Regions from separate parts of the Bactrocera dorsalis genome. Here region 1 is linked to region 2. The links are chromatin contacts, called in public Hi-C maps. All regions are on one chromosome and are shown on one strand. The core of a region is the stretch at or near the end of the contact, and the rest is flanking DNA. Distances in the headings are between cores, read along the strand shown.

Region 1 (2,700 bases), core at 153-2,652, 33 kb after region 2:
TAATTCGCTGAACTATGTCAATGTCGTCGTATATCTCGTACAGCTCATCGTTCCATCGAATGCTATATTCGCCGTGGCCAATGCGCAAAGGACCATAAATTCTTCGCAGAACGTTTCTCTCGAAAACTCGTAACGTCGACTCATCGGTTGTTGTCATCGTCCAAGCCTCTGCACCATATAGCAGGACGGGAATTATGAGCGACTTATAGAGTTTGGCTTTTGTTCGTCAAGAGAGGACTTTACTTTTCAATTGCCTGCTCAGTCCGAAGTAGCACCTGTTGACAAGAGTAATCCTGCGTTGGATTTCCAGGCTGACATTGTTGGTGTTGTTGGCATCATGGGATTACTACTACTTAGATTGATAGTTACTCGAAAGCTTAGTTTGGAGGTTCTTATGTTCACACTATACAGTCGGCTACTGGCACCAAATGATTACTACTCGTACCCGTCTGTGGCTAATGGTTTTAGGTGTAAAATTCGCTAGAGACGCTTGTGAAAATCTACTGTTCGTTATTTAAGTAGTTTCGGATAGTCACGGTCATTTGAATACTGCTGTCAGTCTGTTCTCTTGAGGCCTTGGAAACTCAATGATTTTCAAAATATTAAAAAAAAAAATATTGTACGCACATTATTTAGTTGAGAAAACTTATAAGCACAGCTTGAGAGCACCGAGTTCAGCAATGTTTAATTACAGCGCCAAGTTAAGGTCGTCATGTCGTCATAACAGAAACGTTATGAAAATAGCTGCTTAAATAAGTATATATAAAATTATTGCGCATAAAAGTGTTGATAAACATGAAAAGGCTTTTTACTTTTTAATGTGTTAGTAAGAAATATTTTTTGGCAGGCAAGAAGAAATTGCCCGGCAGGAAAAAACTAGTCGGACATACATACATACATATGTATGTATGAGCACAATCGCGCTTTTGCCGGCCAATGCTATTTCCAAGTGAGCCGCTACCTACGTTACATACAAGAAATCTATATAGAATCGCCACCAAACATCGCCACCGAGCGCACACCAAATGCCTCCACCCACAAACCAACTTGACGTATGAGTTTTTAGCGCACAGCAACAGCGCGTTAAAACGTTTTATAAAACTATGCGGCAACAGTGCTGCACATGTCGAAGACATAGACAATACGTCGGTCGGCTGATTGAGCCAACCTACAGACAGATAGACACAGAAGCCGACACACAAACGGTTAGTCAGACGGCAAGTTGGCGTGACGAACGCATTGGCGTCTAGCGCCGTGTACGGTCAAACGACTGGAAGCGGCAAACGAACACTTTATAGATATGTATGTATGTGAACATGTAGTCAACGTGCGTGTGTGAGTCGGATGTACGGTGTGCTGTTTGTACGTTTATATTGGCGCATGCATAAAAGCCGACTATGTATGTATATACTCTAGTCGGCCCCGGCCACTCGTTCGTCATCATAGCGCAGTTGCTTGGCGCTGTCGTCGTCGTCATGTGTGACCTAAATTTTATTAACTTTGCTGCTCTTGCTGCCACCGCCGCCAACATTCGCTACCCACACACACACACACACATTAAGATTGCTTGCTATTCGGCGGACTTTTTCTTTCCATTTCAATTATTTGCTGTCGCTCTTTGTATTGTTACTTTTGCTCGCTGGCATTTGCCTGAATTCTTGTGATTTTATTTATGCATATATATTTTTTTTTGTTTTTTTGTTTTTCTTTTTGCTGTTGATTTAGTTTAATTTTATTTTCTTGATTATATTATCGCGGCGTTAGTGAAATGAAAATGAATTATGTAGCGCATATGCGGCGACTTATTAGACGCAAATGTGAAATGCTATCTAAGCAAATATCGAGATGTCTGTGAGCGAAAAGAAATTGTCGGAATATGTGCACAGCAGCTTTATAATGCCAAGCGCAAAGTAAGCGCACCAGACAGTTGCTAGCTTAAGATCTAGCGGTATACTTTGTTTTTGTTTTATTTATTGCGAAAAATAATCGCATAAATCAAAGCTCAGCGTTCATTGGGGAGAGTTCGTGCGAAGGTACAAAGTCGAGATATTGCATAATTCGAACTCTAGAATTGTTTGTTACTGATGAAAATGGCGATTTGATTTTGCTATAAAAAATGCACGATTATTTTACTCTCAAACTCCAATACACCCTATGCTTGTTAACTTCTTTCAATAAATAAAATTACTTGGCATTTTCAGACTACATATGAGACATTCATACCCGTTCACACGGTGCACGAATTGCTTATCCCCCTCACTTTCTTATCTTTTCCATTCCTTTTTACCCTTTTATTAAGTTCTGTCCAAATTATTGCAATGATATGAAACTGAAAACGCTTATCATCGCGTTGGCGTTATGACGTCAGAAAACGTCGCATTTCACATGCGCTTATCTTTATTGCGCGCTTTTTGGCAATTTTTTTAATAAATGCGGTTCCACGTTTTCGAATTTAGCAGATAGGAATTTTGATAGAAGTTTGTGCTTTCAGCATTTGACAAGTGACCTTTTCACCTTGACGCGGGCGGTGCAAAAATTTTGCGAACTGAAGTTTTTAGTTTCTCTCACATTTGGTGATTTGATGACGCTTTGAAATAGGAACGAGAGCGACAGTATCTATCGTATTGCTGGTATTTAAAGTTTTCAGATCCATAAAATCTATGTTTAAGTTAACTGCAAAAAGCTCTCTGCAGCGGTTCC
Region 2 (2,700 bases), core at 140-2,639:
AAGTTTAGCAACGCAAAATTTACTATATTTTTAAGCGCCTAAATGTATGCAATATATGCGAAAAAATAGCATTTGTTTTGGCAATTTATAGGATAGAATTGTCTACGGCTGTTGAGTTCGATAGTTTTATATGTAATAGGTTTTATTTGCACGCCAAAAAGTATGCAATGCTTTGTCGAGCATAAATAGCAATACAAAAATTAAGTTCCATTGGAAAGAAAAAAACTCGCGTTGAAAACATTTTGAATGAAAAAGCAGAGTCTCTAAATAGCAAATTAAAAGAAAGTTAGGAGGAAGGAGGCATAACAAGCAACGAAATAAGAGTAGTGGCAACAAAGAGCAAAAATAATAGAAAATGAGATTGGTGAACACAGAAAGGGCAACTAGGAAAAGAGAAATGTAAACAGTAAACCGGTAAAGCGACAAAGCGACAGGCCGTCAGTCAAAGCTAGCCAAGCACAGGCAGGCAGACAGAAAGTAATTTTCACAGTTAAGGGGCGAACAAAGGCAGGGAAGAAGAGCATATAGCAAAAGTTAATGCAGGCATGGTAGGGGCGCGCGCTTCATACGGGGATAGCAACAGTGATAACCCTAAGCGAACTCACATACAATCATGCTTTGAGCAATATACCTGCACAGTTGAAACGGAATGAAACAGCGAATTGGAAGAATGGCAAAGCGGAAAAGTTGTTGCTAACGCCACAAACATTAGCAGGGAAAGTCAAAACGTCGATAATGGTCAGAAAATGCGCGCGCCTGTTCGTATGTGTGATTGTCGCAGTTTACACATACACACACACACACACACAGAAAACCAAGTAACTGTACGTGTGGCTGTGTAAGCGCACGGATACGCAAGCGCGCGCAGTGTATGTATACTGCGCGTGTATATGTAAGGACATGAGGCGACTATGTCGCTATACATATGATGAATGAACGAGAAGGATATGAGAAGCATGATGCTGCAACATTTTGGAGAGATTTGCAGACATTATAAAATCAACAGCCGAAGTCAAGGCGCTGAGCGACAACGCAGGCAGCGAGACCGAAAGAGCGAGAGCGCGTGCATTTGCTTGCAGCTGAGAGCGCGCGAACTGTTTGGTGTGCGCCTAAAATGCTGCACGGCAAGCCAATATGCACATATGTGTGAAAGTATGTATGTGCGCGGCAGGCAGCAAACCAGCAAGCCAGCCAGCTGCGGCCGCAATACAAACAAGCCGAAACAATGTAGGGAAATTGTAGAAAAATATAGAGAAATAGAAATGAAACGCTTAAAAATGGGTGTATGCCGACGCGTAGAAGCTAGCAGCGCAGTGACTGTTGACGCGCTGCAACGCGCCAGCCGACCAGACAGCACCACTAAATGTGCGCCGCAAAGAGGGTCTATGGCGACAGACATTCAAGCTGGTTGTCGGCTGCCGTGTGCCGCGGTGTGAAGTCGGCTATGGTGGTGTGGTGGTGGTGGTGGTGGTGCTGACAGCCAGCAGCAGCAGCCACTGAAATTGGAGATGTTTGCTGTGCTGTGCACAGTGCAGCGTCGTCCTTCGGCGGTATAGAATTTCCGTAGCGGCACAACAAAAATAAGAGTACAATAAAAAACAAAAAAAAAAAAATGATGGAGGAAACTATTGAAGCAGATGTTGGAGGCTATGTTGAGACGGGTAAAATCAATTGACGTTTGAAATGGCAAACCGAAATAGCCTGTTTTTGGCCAACACTGAGGCGGTGTGTAAATCGGTTAGAGTGAGAAATCGAAAGGGTATGTTAGACTAACGGGATGTAATTACTGGGGATGCATATACAACAGTTGGTATTGCCTGAATACATTTGTACGTATGTATGTATGTATGTATGCGGTATTAACAGATATTTCATATGATTTAAAAGAACAATGAAATTTAAAACAAAAAAATTTAAATACAAAAAAACCATAATTAAGTAAAAACAAAAATTTTTTGTTTAACGTAAAAACTAAATAGGAAATATGAAATAAATTTTTATTAAAATTACAAAAAAAAAATCTAAAAGTACAAAAAAAAATTTAAAATAAAAATATAAATAATTTTTTTTTTAAATTAATATAAAAATATGTTTATAAGTAAAAAAAAAATTTAGCTGCGCATGAAAGAATTATTATTTTTTATTGTTACCAATAAAATAAAACTAATTCAAGCATGTTTGAACATTTTTTAGCTGTTTTAAAAAATTCTATGTTTTCGATGTTTTTGAAATAAAGCACAAATTCAAAGAAAACTGATATTTTAGATCTAAAGGATTAAATGCGACAACTAATAACCTTCGAGACACAGCGATTTTATAGTTTCATAAATTCTATGTTTTTAGATGTATGTCTGTAGATGAAAAATAGGTTGTATAGAGAGAATATGAACTGAAATTTGTTGAAAACTACAAGCTAGTGTTGTTATGTGCTATTAATGTTTATTTACGTATGGTATGAAAATGGAAATTTTTATATTGACGCAATTTATTACAAAAATATGAACTGAAGTGAGCTTATTTAAAGTACAAAGCCCTTTAAAATCACATTTAAATTATTCTATGTTTTCGATGTTTATGAAAATCAAAAGGATACATTTGTTCAAAGCTTCCAACTAGCGTATTACATGTTTTCTATGTTATTTTACAAATTCTACTTTTTTACGCTTCAATTTATTATTAAAATATGTAAAAAATGTTAAA

What was found. A called contact is a pair of places that touch in the nucleus more often than the background predicts.
Region 1: a Hi-C map of whole body shows a contact between it and region 2, with 4 times the contacts expected there. The contact joins two enhancer-like sites. A contact is called at or near these places in 2 of 2 Hi-C or Micro-C datasets (both in whole body).

The regions. Positions count from the first base shown.
Region 1 is chr4:5,422,914-5,425,613 of ASM2337382v1, forward strand. The region is part of intron 1 of LOC105232092 (serine/threonine-protein kinase minibrain); the gene reads right to left. Among protein-coding and RNA genes, the nearest start is that of LOC105232092, 14 kb to the right of the region's middle. Within about 2 kb of position 1,403, the one cell type or tissue checked has open chromatin away from gene starts, as enhancers often do.
Region 2 is chr4:5,389,917-5,392,616 of ASM2337382v1, forward strand. All of the region lies in intron 5 of LOC105232092 (serine/threonine-protein kinase minibrain), which reads right to left. Among protein-coding and RNA genes, the nearest start is that of LOC105232090, 26 kb to the left of the region's middle. Within about 2 kb of position 1,390, the one cell type or tissue checked has open chromatin away from gene starts, as enhancers often do.